2 separate regions of the Anser cygnoides genome follow, and region 1 is linked to region 2. Evidence: chromatin contacts called from public Hi-C data. All regions are on one chromosome and are shown on one strand. Each heading gives the region's core, a stretch centred on a gene start, on an enhancer-like site or on the middle of the called end of the contact. The rest is flanking DNA. Distances are from core to core; before and after follow the strand shown.

Region 1 (5,215 bases), core at 2,196-4,695, 54 kb after region 2:
TGCACGGCCTCAGCAGCACATTATGCACGTCAGGACTAATTAACTTGTTGATTCATTAAAATTCTGAGAAGATGCTCAGTTTGGGCACTTCAGGGACGCTGCTGGGAGCTCTGGCAGCATTTATCCAAGCCTCGCTGCGGGGCTGCCGCACCAGCCGGCACTGCCGTCCCCAGGCAGGGCTGCGGCCGCGCTTCCAGCCAGCGCCGTGCTGCGCCCGCTGAGGCAGGGCCGGTGCCAGGGGCTTCACCCGCACGGTGCTGCGCTGGCTTCGGTGCACAACCACCGTGACCCTACCCCTGGCTGAACCTGAGAGCAAGTTCTGGTCCCTCTCCCACAAACAGGAGGCAGTAAGCATGGGAGCTCTGAACTCACGTGCCGATAGCAGCCCACATGCTACTGCCCCGCAGTCCCCCAAGGTATGGTGATTGGTGCGAGCACCACGGTCCCCCCTGCCAGGGGAGCCCCAAAAGCAGACCTGCAGCCACCCCAGCTGAAGGTTAAACGCTGAACCCCTCGCTGCAGGGACGGGCTCGCGGGTCTGTCGCAGCACAAGTCCTCTGGGCTCACCTCAGCGACACAACAATCCCAGCCTGACCTACATGTTACTTTGGGCAAAGTGCAAATATTTCATGACCTGTGAGGCTGAGCAGCATCACAAAGACTGTGTAAAAATGCAGGCTTAGCAAGCCGCGAAACCCAGCAATCCCAAACGTCATCATTATAGTGGGATATGAGAACCCAGTAGGTCTCTCTCCCCTGCAGAAACAAGTCCTGCACAGAGGCACCAGCTACTTCCACAGGAGGCTCTCGGCAGAGGGTGGGACAGAGCTACCTGACCCTACGGTGTGCTGCCCACAGGCAGCTATATGCACACAGATCCTTAAACTCAAACAGCGGCAACCCTAAGACGCTCTACAGACCCTGGCCAGGGAAACCAGGGGGGGTTAGTGCTAGCAAGAAACACCCATACCTCAAGCCTCTTCTGGGCTATGCTCCCCACCCAGCACTTGCTGGAAGGAAGCTTCTGGTATAGCTGCCAACCCTGAAAAAGTTACAACAGCTGACCCTGCACACGGGGCTGGTAGCATGCATGCTGCTCCACATCCCATTTTTGGGGACGCAGCAGGAACTTTGCACCAGCCCTTTGCACCAGGGTGCGTGACATCCAGTCAAAAATCAAAATCCACTATCAGGATCACGCCCAACCGTTACATTGGCCTCAAGAATAAAACACAGTAAGAAACAACGTGTTTTTAAATGGGGTGTAACACCCCAGCAACAGCGAAACAAGCGACCGAACAGACACGCGGTGCTGGACTCTGCGAAGACTCACCTGTGCTGTTCGACGGTCTCGTTGTCCGGCAGCTCTGCCCCACACACACTGCACTGCTCGCCCACAGCTCTGTTCTCCGTTTTCATGCCAGCTGCCAACTCCCCAAGCTTACTGAACAGCTCCCTCTGAATAAAGCCTTGGGGCAGGAGCCCTCCGTAAGCGCTGAAGTCCATGGACACGGCAAGGGCTGGCTGCATGTGAAGGGCTGATGGCATGGAGGGTGGCATGCCAAGCATAGAGTCAGTTTTGTGGTTTGGTAGCACAGAGTAGACACCCAGGGGTTTCTCGCTCGCAGCTGTGGACTGCTCCGGCCCCAGCGGCAGCCCCTGGCCGGCCTCAGGAGGCTGCTCTGTGCTCTCGTCGCGGACATAGTGCAGTTCACGGGCACTCGTGATAACGCTGCTGCGGGTCGGGGTGCCAGGGCCCTCCTTGCTCTTGTCATCGGACTTCTCCCCACTGGAAGCACTGGACTCTGCCGTCCGGGGGCTCTCATGGCTGGAGGCATCTTCCACCTGCATCACTTCAGTTTTGACTTCAGCAAGGCCAGGGTGGCGGCCGCTGGCGGCGTGCGAGTCCTCAGGGGCGTTCTGCTGCAAGGCGCCTTGCAGCAGTGACTGCCCGATGGTCATCAGGCTGTCCACCGCCGCCTTGGTGGGGCTCATGGCGGAGAGGCCGAAGGAAGTGGAGACGGACGGGCTTTGCTCCACCATGGTTCCTGGCATGCTCTGACCGGCCACGCTGGCATAGCCGCTCTCCTCGCTGGAATGCTTGGAGATGAACAGACCCTTGATGTACCTCGATTTCCTGTCCTCCTCTTCCTCGGCACCTCCGTCCGTCATGGTGACTTCGGCATCGTTTTCGTCGGATGCCTGGATGGTCTCCAAGATCTTCAGGCACTGCTCTTCTAGATACTCTATTTCTAGAATCTCAGCTGCATAGAGCAGGTCATCCAAGTCTTCAACCTTTGCCTGGAGGGTGGCAGTGTAAGCATACTCCAGTATCTGCTGGAAAGTCTTTGGTGAAAGGAAGTCCAGGGTGTAATGCTGACTGTTGCGGTGGAAGAGGATCTCAAACATTTTACTAGTGCAAGCCAACACTGTCCTGTGAGCGTGGAACTCCTGGCTGTCCACCATAATGACCACGTCGCACAGCGTCCCCGCCAGGCGCATCTGGTTGGCTTTGTGCAGCAGCCCCGTGGGGTGGCAGGGGTTCTGGAGCTGTATCATGCCCATCTTAGTCAAATCCATAGCGATCCCGAGGTCCGCTCATTAGGGTGCCTTGTTGTCGCTCAAATCTGGGACCAGCTTTGTGTGCCGACTATCTGCGAAAACAAAAGACAAAGGGGGGGGGAGAGGAGAAGGAAAAAAAAAAAAAAAAAAAAGAGGAGGGACGGGGGAGGAGAGAAGGAGAGGGAGGTTAGCCGGAGCTCGGCGGCGAGTCACGATGCACCGAAAAGTTTGTGCGCTCCGCTCGGGGCCGGCGGCACGGACGGGGCCGCCCCGGGATGGCGAGGAGCCGCGGCCCCGCCGCTGCTGCCCGGGGAGGAAGGCGGCAGCCTCGGGTGCGCATCGCCGGTGCGCGGAGCCGCCGGCAGCAGCCGCCGAGCCGCACAGCGCGGCACGGCTCGGCCCGGCTCGGCGCAGCGGGCGGCAGCAGCGGCCGCCCCGTCCCGCCCGGGGGCTTCGGTCCCGGCGCGGTGCCGCGGGTTTTTGATGCGCAGCTCCGCAGGGCATCAAATATTCATCAGGTGCACGGCGGCAGCCGCCGCGCAGCGCCGCGCCGCGAGTCCTCCGCGGCCGGCACGGGCACGGCACCGGCACCGACCCCCGGCACCGGAGCGCGGCGGGGAGCGGCGAGCGCCGGCGAGCGCGGGGCGGGGGTGCGGAGGGGGGAAGGAGGAGGAGGAGGAGGAGGAGAGGGAGGAAGAGGCCGGGGGAGCCCCGCGCCCGCCCGCCCGCTGCCCGCACTCACGGCGGCCGGCGGCTGCTCCGGCAGTTCGCACTGCCCGCTCTCATCGCCGCCGCCGCCGCTCGCCGCGCCGCGCAGCAAATCACCGCGGCGCCGGCCCACGGGCCGCCCCGCGCCCACGTCAGGCCGCCCCCACCCCCGACGCCGCCGCCCGCACCATCTTGACTGCTGGCGCCGCCGCCCCCCCGGCCCCGCCCCGGCCCGCCCCGACGGGGGCCCCGCGCATCCTCCGCGGCCCCGCGCGCCGCTCCGCGGGCGCCGCCGCCCGCTCCCTCGGGGCCACCGGCCCCGGCCCCGCCGCGGGGCCGCCCCGCCCGTGGGGGGGCACCTTGCAGCGAGGCAGCCCCGGCGCCCGGCGGCGACCCGGGGCTCGGGCGAGACCGGCGCGGGGCCGCGGCTGCTGGACAGCGCTTGGCTCCGCCGGCCCTGCCAACAACAAACATGGAGGAGCCGGCGGCCGCGGGGAGCCAATGAACCGGAGCCGGCGGCGGCGAGCAGCGCCGGCCCCCGGGGCTGCCCCGGCACGCCGGGGCGGGGGTGGGGGGAGCAGCACCGGCCGGCCGCCCCGCCGAGCCCAGCCCGGCCCCGGGCGCAGCGCCGCTCCCGGAGCGTCCCAGCTCGCAGCGCTGCGCCGCGGGCGGGGGCTGCCCGCCCCCCGACGGCCCCGCGGGGCCGCCTCCCCGGCCGGGACCCGCACCCACCCGCGCCCGGCCGCCGGGGAATCCCCGCCTCGGGGCAAACCGCTGGGAACAAAAGCACGCCCGAGGAAGCGGCCCCGCGCCCGCCGCGCCCGAAATCTCCTCCGTTAATAAACTGCGCGCTGTGCAAGCCCGGCCCCTCGGCAGCGAGCGCTAAAGGAGATTAATGCCCGGGCTGAATCGAAGAGGTGGGGACGGCAACAAAAAAGACGAGCCGGGGGCTCGGCGCCAGCTTTCGGCTGCGCGCACGCCGCGCCGGGGCTCGGGGCTCGGTCTGTCCCGGCAGACGCCCGCCCCGAGCGGCCGGTCCCCGTGCCCCAGGCGCGGCACCGCGAGCTGGGCAGCGATTTTCCGCGGCAGGGAAAGAAAAGGAACTGGGAGAGAAAGGGAACGGGGCCGAGAAACGGCAGCGGCCATGGAACAGCAGCGGGGCACAAGGCTCTGGCAGCGTGCGCGGCCGCGGAGCGCCCCGCACCGACGGCCCCCCCCGGCGGGGACCCCCCCGGCCCGCTCCCAAGCGGCAGGGGAGGGAGACCTTCGGCGGGCGGCACAGCGCAGGGAGCGCGGGGCCCGGTGTTGTCAGCTAAAATAACAAATAAGGACGGTATTAGCACAAAGATACCCTTGGGGTAAAGCAGCGCAAATGTAATCTAAGGAGAACGTTATAGGGAAGTGTGTTTATAATTATAATGGGATTTAATGTACTTTGGGACCAGATGATAGCAGTCATTTAACAAGAACAGCCTAATAACAGAGGCCTTAACAATGAAAGGAGATGGTGCTCAGGTTATTAGATACATATTAGGATGCAACATTTGCAGTACTAAAGGATAAGGCATCAGCTACCCCGACTTTTGGGGGGCTATAACTCTGCCCTTTTAATTGGCAGAAAGCTAAAATTTGGAGTGCGGGCAGCCAGCATGAGTGCAATATGCTTTTTTTTTTTCTTTTTTAATTGCTTGAGACTACCCGCATTCCCCCCCTCCACTTTTAAATCAAAATGACTGAAAGGGGGGGAAAATAGCAAGATGATGTGGTTTCAGGTGTTTGTTTACCCTCCTCTAACTTTTAAAAGGCTTGATTTCAGGACTGAAATTTTGCAGACAGTTAGGGGTATGTTTTTAGTGTAGCTTGCATGAAATTAAGCTGCATGAGTCCCATTAGCAATAATGGAAATCCCACGGCTAAATTCCCAGGCAGCATCCTGAAAATTAAC
Region 2 (4,926 bases), core at 1,846-4,345:
AGACAAAGGAGAAAACGAGCATTATTCAGATGGCACGCACAGCGGAGGGTTGCAGATCAACCAGCAGAAACTGAGGCTGGGAGAATCACCATGGCAAAAGGCATTGCAGAGCCCTGCAGACTCTGCCAGCGTCCTCCCCGCCACCACAGCTCCCCACCACTGGGCTCTGGGCAGGCACAGCCGAGCACCCCCAGCACTGAAGCCATTCACGGGGACAGGGCTGGCGTAAGGCATGCTGGCTGGAGTAGGTCGGCAGCAAATATCCAAAATCAAAACTCCTTCTCACCAGCATCCAATAAGAGGATTTATCCATTCCTGTAGAGAAAATACAATTCTCACAGAACCAATACAAGCAAGCAGCATGAAAGTGATATGAAGAGCACTCCTCTAGGAACGCATGTATTTTTAAAGCCATTCACTTCATAAAACACAGAATCTGTTCAATAGAGGGACTTAATATTTTATAGCCCACACATGGCAGCAAAAAGTAGCTGCCCTTCTCAGTCCCATTGTTCTGCTAGTTCCAAATAACAGCATAACACACAAATATACTATTGACGTTGTGCTGCTCTTTCATTTTAAGCAGTTGCTTGCCAAGAAGAAATTAAATATTTGTTTTCAAAAAATCATTAAACATCAATGACTTTCATTAGAGTTGTAACTGATCTAATTTTAAACGGTTTCCTGCCCCTTCCTATTGTAGCAGTTGTTACCAGTATCAGAGGATGAGAGGAAAGAGAAGGCAGAACCATCTGATAAGAAACGTGGCAGAAACAACACAATTTAGTGAGAAGCACAGATACCTCTTTGACTGAGAGAGAGATGTGGTATTCAGGGGAATTCTTAGAAAATCACTATCAACATGTGCCGCGTGTGGCGGGTCAGAGGCGCTAGTTAGAACAAGGAAAAAAAACAGGATGTCTAACAGCAGATAAGTAACTTCCAGATAAAACTAGATTAACAATGCGTACTATCTCCAGCGCATATGCTGCCAGGACAAAGCTGTGAGCGCATTTGTTAGATTTTGAAGTTCGATTCAGCTGTTGCGAGAATCTACGCGTGGACCAGAGCACGAGGAGCAGCCTTCGAGGTGGCAGGAAGGGGAAGAAGCGGAGAGCTGCGCCCCGGGTCCTCGCTGAGCCCCGCGGCCATGCCCGGAGCTCCGGCCCCATGGCCCCTCCACATCGCGGCCCAGAACCGAGCCCCTGGCTCCTCCCTGCGTGCGGATGTGCAGTGGTGAAACAAAAGGAGACACGGAGAGAGACGGAGGTATCACGAGATCCATTAACAAGAGAATTCCTTCGTCTTTAAATTGTCTTAGTAACGGCTGGCTCACAGGCAGAAATATTTGGCAGCAGTGAAATTAAAAGTGATAAATTTTCTCGCCAAGCTTTGATCGATAATAGAGGTCTCATCTGTTAATCAATAAGACAGTCTGCCTGTTTACTGTGCATATGTTGTTCTCTGCTGCCTTCGCTATGATGTCAAGTTTGCATTCAAAACAACTCAAGTGTGCATAAACCACATGGCTGTTCGCAAAAAAATAAATAAGAAGGTGCATTTTGGTGACAGCATGGGGTGACCGCGGCCCCGCTCCCACGTGCTGGGGGTTGTGTGGTGACCGGGCACCCGCACCCCACTGCGGGGACCCCGATGCCAGCTGCCCCCTCCCTTCGCCAAAGGACGGCTGTAATAATGAGCAGGGTTCTATTACCGGCATAATTGGAGAGGTCACTGCTGCTTGGGAGCCATCACCGGCCGTCATGCCAGAGCCAGCTCAGGATGTTTTGTTCCTGGATCAGTGACCCATAAGGCCAGCGGGACCCTGCAACGCTTTTGTTTTTTAATTTCATTTTTCCTCAGAAGTGTGTGCTGTGTGCAACACCCAGGGCCGCACACCTGGGAGGGCGCAGAGCTGGAGGGAAGCACGGGACCAGTGCTCCCATGTCCTCCCCACCCAAACCGTGCATGGGGATGAGGACGCAGCACCCCTGAGATGCAGCAGCCCGGTCGCTGCCCGAGTGTCCAGCCCTGAAATCCCCACTGGTAAACGATGGGGACTCAGAAGCACACAAAGTTTCAAAACCTCCTTGCTGAGCCCGTGACCGCAGCCCCGTGACCGCCCGGCCCACCTGCAGATGCCCACAGCCTGGCCGATGGGGCGGCCGAGCACCCCACAAGGCTACGTGCACACAGCAGGAAGGGGAGGCTGGGCAGTGCCCGCCCCAGCAGCAGTCGTACTGCCAGGACCACGGCCGGGGGGGCTCCGTGTGCGGGGCAGCCTGCCCGGACACCCACGGGACCCCGATCAATAGGGCTGCGGCCGCCCGCCCCTCCCCGGCAGCCTCCCGGCGCAGATGATGTACAGCAGGCAGTTGCCAAGGCAATGACTCTCCATCGCCACTTTAAGCTCTCCGAGACCCACTGCTGTGAAGCATAATCCATAAGGTTACATCAACCTGATGCAGCAACAAGTTTTCCCCGTGTAGAGCAGCTGAACCAGCCGCAGGTGCACCGGCACCGATCCTGCTGCGACGCGCCCCGCAGGGCACCAGGGCTGGGGCTGTGCCGAGCGGGGTTTTGGCTCGGCCGTACCCTCCCCACATGGGGCCGGGACGTCGTGGGCACTGCTCCTGCTGCAGCAGAGCCACGGTGGGGACAGCCTAGAGCAGGGGCTGGTCCCCGGCTCCAACGTGATGCTGCTGGATCGGGGACACCGGCCCCAAGCAGAGGCAACGCTGGGCAGGGGGGGTCCTGGGCTGGGTGCTCGTGCAGGTGGGGGCGAGCTGGGGAGGTGCCCGGAGCGCAGAAACAGCCCTGAGAGATGCGAAGCAACGAATCACGAGGTGCTTGCCAGCAGCTGACCAGGGGGTGGGGAGGGCAGGGGGACAGAAAAATTCCTTGAGATTTTAAAATAAACAGGGTGAATGTTCTGATGAGATATGCATGCTTGGTTACATAAGGAAGTACAGAGTGTACCAAAACAGCATACCCAAAAAAAGCATAAGCTGTCAGAACAATAAGTACAGACATGGGGCATTTTACAACAGGCTATGCTGTACAGTTTTATTTACAGTACCTCTTATCAGTCAGGGAACAGCACGCTGCCTGCCAATTTCCAAAGGCCAGGACTGTGTGTTCTTTCACTCAAGTAGATGTGTACTCCAGGCAGGGAATTTTTTTTAATCAACAAAACAAAAACTGATCCTGAGCCAGAATTCCTGTAATGTACACACGCTCAGAGGAGAGGAGGAGGAGAGAGTACGGCGATTGAATATGTAAATAGTTCAAGGTTAATTTTACTATGTGAGTCACCAGGAAAAATGTCATCCAACATCTGAGCTTATTATAACAGTGCTTAGAAAAAACAGTTAGATGTTTGTTAGAGGGAGCATGACATATTTGAAAGCAGTACATCAAGAGGCTGTGTCAGGGCTTTTTTTTGTTGTTGTTGTTGGCTTTTTTCTCCCTCTCCTCTCCCCCTCCCCCCCCTTTTTTTAATAACACCCATAGAAACTATTAGTCTATTAAAATGTAAACAGAAGTTTTGGGAGAGTATTTTTAGCTAGTGGCTTGTATTGCCTACAGTACATAGATATCTTCAGATGATCTTCCCAACGGGATGGGACTTAACGTGCTGCCAAGTATCAGCTGTGTTTCGGAGCATGCCTTGTAATTGGCACACAAGTCTCCGCCGTACATTTATATCTGTACGAGCAAATTTATAGCTCCTGCCTAATAAAGGTCTTTGCAGCAAAAGGCTAGCGTAAACACGCAAGGAGCAGCTCACTCACCACCGCATGGCTCGGCACGGAGCAGGGAAGTGGCCAACAGGCGCTTTTTGAGCTTTTTCGGCCCTTCTTTTCCTCACTGGACAGGTTTTTCCTCCCTGTGGGGCTAAGCCTGCTCGTGCCGTGACATGGGGATGAATGATGCTTACTTTAATGACACAGCATGAATGATGTGCTCAGCTTCTCGGAAATTAGATCCCTGAAACGGCAACCTCGAGAGCTCCTTGCAAGCCCCCTCTCCCCACCAGGGTGGATGTGGTGCCCAGGGCTTGCAAGCCCAGGTTGGGGCTGTTCCCCCAGCTCGGGGCTTTGCCCCACATCCATCACCCACCAGCCAGCCACAGATGCCATGTATGCCGCGCTGCTGTTCGACCCCTTTTTCTGCAGCATTCTCCCAAAAAGCCTCAGGCTGCACGTCTACCCTAGCACCAGAACCAGGCGGCATGCCCCGGCCGTGCTGAGCCCGTGGGCACCCTACCTGCTGTGCCAAGGGCACACAGAAACCGCCGACCCCAGCCCTCGCTATTTTTAATCCATTTAAAAGAAAGAATAGCTTCTTTCAGACTCCCCTGGGCATTTACCCTGCGAAACGTGGAGACAATTGATCAACTGCCAGCTGTCTGGCTCAACTTTTCCTGTGGAATACAGCAAACTGCAAGCCTTAGTGCTGGGCTGCATCTCCTGCACCTCAAAGGCTCGTCGCGGTGAGGCAATGCCCCAGGATGGCTCTAAGCTGTCAGGAAAAGGCTCGGTGGACCTGAAAAAAGAGCTATTCTATTTTTAGTCACTATCAACCCTCATAATACTTCCCAACGCCCATTCAGTTTAATTACTTTATTGAGGACAAGAAGTAGGCTCTCCAGTTTTAACGCCTGTGATGTTAGGAAGTAGTAAAATGTTCTAACTGGTTAAAAATGACACTCGTCCGCTTGCCTTTGGTGTTCCCAAGACCGTAATTGTGGCCCGGGCAGCAGGTCTGAAGCTGCTGGGCCACTCTGAAGCTTTGATTTCCCCCTCCTGTACCGTAATTGAGGTGTTGCGTTACAAGTGCAGCGGTGACGTTTCCAGAGTCAGGGAAAAACAAACAGACAGGGACAGATCGGTGTCCCCGCCGCTGCCCGCCCTCGCTCCGTCC

Evidence for each region. Hi-C and Micro-C count contacts between places; a contact is called where the count stands out from the background.
Region 1: a Hi-C map of liver shows a contact between it and region 2, with 2.4 times the contacts expected there. The contact joins the promoter of ZBTB16 here to the enhancer-like site in region 2. A contact is called at or near these places in 4 of 7 Hi-C or Micro-C datasets (granulosa cells and liver).

The regions. Positions count from the first base shown.
Region 1 is chr21:2,360,806-2,366,020 of Taihu_goose_T2T_genome, forward strand. It overlaps ZBTB16 (zinc finger and BTB domain containing 16), which reads right to left and starts at 3,446. Exons shown (of 7, transcript XM_066981283.1): 1 at 3,305-3,446; 2 at 1,334-2,650. The coding sequence starts at 2,580.
Region 2 is chr21:2,306,811-2,311,736 of Taihu_goose_T2T_genome, forward strand. All of the region lies in intron 3 of ZBTB16 (zinc finger and BTB domain containing 16), which reads right to left. Among named protein-coding and RNA genes, the nearest start is that of HTR3A, 50 kb to the left of the region's middle. Within about 2 kb of position 3,096, at least 2 of the 3 cell types and tissues checked have open chromatin away from gene starts, as enhancers often do. A contact at or near this core is called in liver, where this site is marked.